2 separate regions of the Gossypium hirsutum genome follow, and region 1 is linked to region 2. The links are chromatin contacts, called in public Hi-C maps. All regions are on one chromosome and are shown on one strand. The core of a region is the stretch at or near the end of the contact, and the rest is flanking DNA. Distances in the headings are between cores, read along the strand shown. Region 1 has its middle 33 kb from the start of LOC107901113. Region 2 holds the start of LOC107901115 (GATA transcription factor 21).

Region 1 (4,254 bases), core at 1,192-3,691, 43 kb after region 2:
CCTATCGCTTCCGCCATCGTGGAGGGTAAGGCCTTCAATTCATGGGAATTTTTCTTAAATAATTTGTGGAGGCACGTTGTCAGGCAAAATAACATTTGCCTCATCTCGAACAGATTGAAATGACTACTTGTTACGATAAGGCATTCAGAAGTTCCATAGAGGTCCGTTTATTGCATCCGGCACATTGCGACAAACTTTCACAAAGATTATAAGAATAAAGAATGACGGAGAGAAATCGTGAACATGGGTAAAAAATAATGTTCCAAAATTGATTTGTTCATATTTTATTTTTAGGATCTATTTGTATTTTTTTTCAAGATTTATCAGTTTTTATTTTTTAAATTTTTTTTCTAAATTTATAACTCTATAATTTTTTAAAATATTTGTTCGAAATTGCATACGCAAGCTTTGAGTTAGAACCGTTCAGGTTCAGGTAAAGGTTCACAAGGCTTAAAGCTCAGATGACATCGTTACCCCAAAAATGCCATCTTCGGTAGTGGTTGGGTAGAATGGAGAACTAGCAGTGGAGTCAAAGTCACAATGATGGGTTTCGGTATGGTCAAATGACGACCAACCTCGTAGAGGCGATTAACTTAGTTTTTAGGCGTACACGTCATCTGCCAATTTCTGCTATTTTTTCGGCAACATTCTATAGGTTGACCACGTTGATGCCAAGGATAGAGCTGAGACAAGAAAAGCAGATAGAGGCTGGGCACGTGTACATTGAGGCCATTTGAAAGGCCATGGTAGTAAACGCTCGAAGGGCGCAGATGATGAATGCAAAATTGTATTCACGCGACTTGGAGACTTTTCGGGTTCAAGAGTACATCGACCGGTACTCGGGAATTTCGCCTAGGTCGTACGCAATTGACCTGCGAAACAGGCGTTGCAAGTGCAGAAAGTTCCAAATTTTTTTTAAATCTAGTACAAGGGTGTCGGTCATCAATGTCCCAGCACCCAAATTTTTTTTTTAATTTTAAAAGGGGTGTTGGCCATTAGTGTGTCAGCACTCCAAAAAAAAATTTAAATCTAATAAAATAGTGTCAGCCATTAGTGTGTCAGTACCCAAAAATTATTTTTTCAAATATTGATATAAACGTATACTAGTATGATATTGGGTGAAAAAAAATATACAATTGCGCCGATCATCTAGTCCCCAACACTCAAAAAATTATTTTTTAACACCTAACATAATCATCAGACAATGAATATGTCAAAAAAATACTGATGTCAGCCATTTAGTCTCCCTACTTAATTTTAATGTTCATTTCAAACCATTTAGCTAATTGTTTTTTAACCAAGATCACTTACCTAAATAATTAAATTTTATTGGGTGATTTGGGGTAAAATAGCCGATTATATACATAAAGAAAAAGCTGAGGGAAGAAAGGAACAAGACAAAAGAAAAAGCTCGATGTTAAAAGCAACATATGAGACAGTGGGATTAGTTTGGTCGCTTAGATAGACAAAATTTTAGCTGTGATTTAATTCTAACGAATTTGGGTCCTCTCTCCATGTTTTTACCACCCTCCCGTTCAAAAATCTATCTAAGCATATCACATCATCACATGAACACACAATGGTTTCTCTCTCTAAAATAAAAAAAAAAACGAAAAAACTGTAATCTGTATAGTAAAAGCATTTATTACAAAAAAAAAACATACACACACTCTCTTCTCGTGTTTCAGATCTGAAGTGTATCACCATAAGTCAGAAGTATTATCTTTTGGTTGGATTCGAAAGAGATACATAGGATTATTCTAAAAATTCTTCCATTTCCTTATATTTGCCGGTACCAGGTTACCAGTTCTACCGCCCATGAAGAACTCTGTTCACTAATGTTCCTTTGATATATTATAACTAGACTAGGCGTGCTTGACTGTTTTGTCCATGGGGTTTTTGGATCAGATGTTGTCGAATGTTGGAATTTACCTGATACTGTTACAACCATGTGTCTGTCTTACATTTTCCTTTTATCTATTTATTTATCCTATGTACTGAACTGATGATGGGAGAGTAATCTCAGTCCTTAGAAATGGGCATTCGAGGTCGTACTATGGTCTTTTCGGTACTACTCCTGTTTTGATTTCAACACAATTTTTTTTTTTTTTGGAGAAAAATAATTGCGTGTAGGTTTGACTAAGACAAGATTGGACAGCACAACGGCAAGAGTATTTTAATAATTGCTAATGTTAAACCACTTAATTAAAATCTAAACCATAATATTGGTGATTAAATTGAGAGAGGAAATTATATATTAAAAGCGGGTATAATATATACGATGAAGAAGCAGGCTACGTAGGCAGGTTGTTAATCACTCGTATAGCAAATGGTTTAAAGAGTTAAAAAGAAAGAGGTGGGAGAGACATGGATGGGGACGTTAAAATTGATGGTGAAATGGGTGTCAGAAATGTGAAGGGTATGTCCAAGCATGGGTTGTTTTCAACGAGCTGCTACGGCCCCATCCATCCATCGCCCCTTTCACCACTCTTTCATTTTACCCCCCAATGCCCATAGCTCCCATCCTCTTCCCTACATAACTTATGGTGGCTGCAAATTTTTCATCACCCAAACCCTAATGTGTGTGTATATATATATCCTCTTCATGTGCTTATCTCATATTTTTTATATCTATACAAGTTTTAATATATTGATATTTATATTATATAGATTTTGGGATTTTTTTTTTAATTCCAGATTTTGTGATATTTTATATTAGTGCACTTTGTAAATTTCATAAATAGGGTTAAAGAGAAAACATATATCTTTAGAGTATGGTTAAAAAAAAAGAAAAATAATAAGATCTTCCAAGTCATTGTACTCTTTATACATTTAAAATTTAGTTCATCTATTTTTATTTTCAAAAATTCAATCCCTAAACTTTTTAAATTTAAAATTTAGGTTCAATTATTAACCCTGTTAAAATTATTTTATTAAATTCACTAGTGTAACATTTTACAATTAAAAAAAACTCGGTGGACATGTGATAATCACTCTAAATTTAATAAAAGAATTTTAACGACATTAATTATTGGACATGTTAGCCTTCAACCGTTACACATTTATTCAATTTGACCCTTACTCTTTTATTGGAAGTAAATTAGAAGTTTTTTTAAACTAATAAGGCTAAAGGGTAAAAAAGCCTTGGTAGGAAATTTTAAAAAAAAAAATCAATTAAGACTTTCTAACATTTTAAAATTATTAAAAAGATTATAAATTATAATTTTTTATTAGAAAATAACAATAATGTTCCACTAAAATATAATGGTTATAAGGTTTTTTAAAAAAAACTAACCCCTACTCTTTTATTGGGTTGATATTGTAATTTTTAATAAAATAATTTTTTTTATAATTTTTATGATTTTTAATAACTTCTATATTTTAAAAATATTTAATTGATTTTTTAATTTGCTACTAAGGTCTTTTTGACCTTTTAGCGTTATTAGTTTAAAAAAATTTTAATTTACTTCCAATAAAAGAGAATAGGGCTCAAATTTGTGTAAAGATTGAGGGCTAAATTTATTATTACACCTTACATATAAACAACAAAACAAACATTTAACGGTACCATTTTAATGGAGGGAGTTATTTTGCTCACTCATCTAGTGTACAATGATTAATTTATCTATCTTTTCAATAGAGAAAGAGAACTTTTCTCCGCTGTTAATAAGGGAAAAAGAGGACCAACATTTTAGTTTTGTACGAGAGAAAACGTGTACAAGAGCATTGGTGTTCTTACATTCTCATCCGATATCCAGTTATATATAAAAAATGACAACATGATAAGGATTTTTCTTTAACATTATTATTGAACAGAAATATATTAATAATTTTACTAGAACCTATTTTTGGAAGCAAAAACTCCCTTAACCAAGATTATCCACAGTTTCAACAATACAATCACAAAATAATCGGTAGCTAAATTCACAATTTTGCTCTTCAAATATACTCATTCTCACCTTTTGGTATCTATTTTTCTTTTCCAATTTAATACCTAAAGTATCAATCACTTCCCAAATTGATACTTAAAGTATGTCTCACTTATATTTTTTAATTCATTTTTTGACAAATACTAAAAAATATTATAGTCAATCGCAAAGCCCCACATGACATCTTTACGTAAAAAAGTTTATTTTATTAAATATATATACACATTAAAAATATAAAAATAGAAATAAATATATAAAAATTCATAAATATATATAGAAAAAAATAAACTATAAAAATTTTATAAAATTAAAATTTACAAAAAAT
Region 2 (4,045 bases), core at 550-3,049:
TCACAACATAATATATATATAATTTAATAAAAGATTCAAAATCCAAACATTGCTGTTTTTTGTTCCCTCACACCAATTTCATATCTTAATTTCCTCGAAACTCAGACATACAAACTCAGTTACTATAACATTATTATTAAAGCTAATTAAGAATAAAACCAACAACATAAAAGCTAGCCTAGCGACTTTGCGAAATTCAACCATGAACAAGTCCATACGATAAGGCCATCAGTAGGATCGCGGCTTCTTTCTCATCCTGAGGGAAAACTCCATGAAAAGCCGAGCTCTTGCTCAATATTATCCTCAAGTCCTCAAAACAAAGCTTGTTTCTACCTTGGGGTTGGGAACTGAGTTTGCACTTTTTGTTCTTTAACTTTGCAACACAACCATTACTTGATCTCTTGGCCTTGTTTTGAACCTTATTCTTCATGCTTGTCGTTGTCTCAGCTGTAACAATAGTTCCATTGGACGCTGTTGCCGCCGCCGCTGCAGCCATTGCTCGTCTCGCTTTTCTTTGTCGAATTCCGCAGGCGTTGCAAAGAGACTGCAGTGCGACCAAAAGGTGAAAAACAGAATGAAAAAAAAAAGTCAGTTAATTATCTCAAAACTTATGTAGCAATTGTATAGGGTATTGATTAGAAAAGAGTGGAAATTCAACTATACCTTGGGACCTCTAGGACCACTCCTCCAAAGAGGAGTCTTAGTTGTGTTGCAATCAGCACAAACCCTAATTGGACTGTTGTTGATATCATTATTGTAGGAAGAGTTGCAGCTGTTATCTGGAGATGGTGAGGGCTGATTCTGAAGCTTCTGGTCTTCGATTTTCGGCGAAGAGCTTTTCGATAAATCGGTGTGATGGGAACTCATCATCTTCCTCAAAATTCTCAGCTTTGAAGGCATCCACTTAGTAGAACTGTCCTCATGGTGATGATCACTTTCGACCCTTTCTTCTTTTTTCCATAATGATAACTTGAGTCCGCAGTCACTGTTCTCCAATGCCCCATCTTTTGAAACATATATCTTAGCCTAAAAAAAAAGATCATATCATAACCCTAAGTGATCGTCACATTAAATTTTAATAAAATAAAAGAGTGAAGTGGTAATTATAATATCACCTGATCTTGAAACTCCTGGGGTTCCCTTTGACAAGAACCTGCTGCTAGGTGATGAACAGTTGAGGAAGAAGAAGATGAAGAAGGTTGAGATTTAAATGTAAAAAGGTGGTGGTGTTGGTGTTGATCATCTTCGTTAAGGTCAAAAGGAAAAGGATAAAGGGATGAATAGCAATTACTAGAAGACATTAGGGAGAGAGATCAGGTGATGAACAGCAATGATATGTTGTTGGTGTTGTCCAGTAAAGGTGGAGGATCGAAAAAAAAAGGGCAAAGAAAAAAAGGAGGGGTATTATGCTATTGAAGGGTAAACCAGTTTAGAGAGAGAGGGAGAGCAAAGAAATAAGAGGTTCACGTGATTTGAATATATGAGAGACCTGAGCCAACATGTTTAAAAAAGACAAAAAGGAAATAAAAGGAGAAGTATGGAATGCTATGCTGGAGAAGTATGGAATGCTATGCTACTGCTCCATCCTATTCAGAAATATTTAAAGGAATAATAATAAATTTAAAAAAACCCTATCTGCAGGAATTTTTTACTCACCTTTTGATGTCATTTCGAAAGAACAGAAAAGATAGACTTCTTTCAATATTTAATGGTAGCCACACAAATTAATCATATAATATTTCATTAATTTAAACATATAAAACAAAATTTGATCCCAATTGTGATCTTCTCACAGATTGTGACCTTCATGTTAGTACTATATACAATATATATCAAATTTATTGACCCAAAAAATCTGATCATCTTCACAGAAATTCTAATCTTAATTACAAGTATTATAATAACACAATATAATTTAATTTCTCTATGAATCTTTATTAAACTGTAAATTAGCATTATGGTGAACCATAGGATTAAATTGGCTAAGCCTTTTTCTTTACTAGTATATACCTAGAATTTGCTAGTAAGATGACAGATATGGTGACGCATGATACAGTCAGAGAATACAAAGAGCATTATATCTTCAGATATATAAATTGTAGTATTAGTTCTATATGAGGGTATATTTTATATAAGGAAAATTGGAGCATGCGGTGCATACATAAATATGAGTACTAGAAGAGAAGGGCTACAGTTTTCATGAGAAAGACATATATGTATACATGTGATATATCTCCATTCTTCACTACCTTAGTCTTGCCAAAAAACATTCAATGCATTGTTCAGGCAAGAGACAAATGCAGCACCCCACAACTTTGCCAATTGCCATAATCACGAATCTTAGAATTAATACATGTTCTTTCACACTGACGATATCATGCTCCTTATATAATTTCATTTTTACATATAACTTTACATACATATTTCCCTTTCACCTAGGAAACGTTTAGAAGGCAGCAGCTGGCCATATATAATTTATATATCATTTGTTAAAATTGAGAAAAAGAAAACAGAATATTTAAGCTAGCTAAGCAACCAAGATAGTTCTATCTTGAAATATTTGGAGTTGTTGAGATATATTTGAGGAAGTGCTCACTTCTTTTATCACTGCAGTAACTTGTCATATTAGGAAATTGACAATTTATTGAATCATATCTTTAAGTTGAGCTAAGATTGTAAATTATATTTAGTTAATCAATGAAGATCATATTATTTCGGGGAAACTTATTGTAATAGGCTAATTTAGTCCGGGCTCGCAAAAAAATAATAAACCCAAAATAATAAAACAAAGTCCAAGTCCAGTACAAAATTATATCATTTGGCCCGATCGGAATGGCCCATTACTTGAAAAGGTTGAAGGTCCATCTACAAGCTTATGGAAACATAATCTTCAAGGATAAGCAATATTAGATATGATATGCAATCTTAAATATGATATATGCAATCTTAGATATGATATGCAATCTTAGAAGATATGATTTTGTAATATTAGAAATTTAATTTGTAGATACTCTTTAATCTTAGTCGTTGATGTAATTGATCTGTACTGTTAGATTTGGGGAGGCTCAACTATAAATAGAGGCCTCCCTTCATTGTAAAACACTTGATTTGGGAGTAATAATAATTCTTAAGAGTATTCACTCAAATTTCTCTCTCTCTTGCGTTCTTATTTTCTGTGATTTGTTTTTATTTTGTTGATCTGTGTATAATTTATTTATTGATTTGTATATTGTTGATTTCAAATCTATTTTTCCCTTATTATTCATTTTCAAATTCATTATTTTCAAATTTGTTTACATTTTATTTTGCCTTATTTTTTTTATACTCTTTGTTTTAAATTCATTGGTCGATGCTATTTAATCATCTATTTGTTATTTTAGTTTTTTTATTATTAAATTAATTAAATTAATATTATTAATACTATTATGTAGCATCATTAATCTTGTATCATTATTATTTACTTTTTATGCCTTTAAATTTCAAATTTTGTTATATATGCATGTGTACATACATGCATTTTATAATATATACATATACGTACACATTTTTTAATTTTTATAAATATATATATACACATACTTTTATATATTTTCTATGTTTCATAATTTTATATACATACTTTTATATATATATATATATATTACATATTAAAATATGTATATTTATATATATATTTATAATTCACATACATATATATTTTTCTTATATGTACATATATATATTTTTATATTTTATAATTTTTATCTATTTTCTTTGTTATTATTATTGCTTTACTTGATGTTTATTTATTTATTTATTCACATGACCATTATTATCATTATTATATTCTTTAAATGCTTCGGTTTTATTTGTTTATTTACTTGATATTGTGTATACATGATTAATTTGTTTTTTTATTTATCTTTTCGTCATCATCATCATCATTATTATTATTATTATTGTTCTTGATCATGCTATTTATATTTACATTATCACAATTGTTACTCCATTATATAATTTTTACCCAAATTCGTATAAAAAGAAAATTTTGAAAAATAAGGGCAAT

What was found. Hi-C and Micro-C count contacts between places; a contact is called where the count stands out from the background.
Region 1: a contact with region 2 is called in a Hi-C map of leaf, with 2.5 times the contacts expected there. The contact joins the enhancer-like site here to the promoter of LOC107901115 in region 2. A contact is called at or near these places in 8 of 34 Hi-C or Micro-C datasets (callus and leaf).

The regions. Positions count from the first base shown.
Region 1 is chrD06:13,325,625-13,329,878 of Gossypium_hirsutum_v2.1, forward strand. No RefSeq gene overlaps it. Among protein-coding and RNA genes, the nearest start is that of LOC107901113, 33 kb to the right of the region's middle. Within about 2 kb of position 2,442, at least 3 of the 9 cell types and tissues checked have an H3K27ac peak or open chromatin away from gene starts, as enhancers often do. A contact at or near this core is called in leaf, where this site is marked.
Region 2 is chrD06:13,283,281-13,287,325 of Gossypium_hirsutum_v2.1, forward strand. LOC107901115 (GATA transcription factor 21) reads right to left here and starts at 1,800. Exons shown (of 3, transcript XM_016826992.2): 1 at 1,116-1,800; 2 at 664-1,026; 3 at 1-544. The coding sequence starts at 1,301. The coding sequence ends at 197.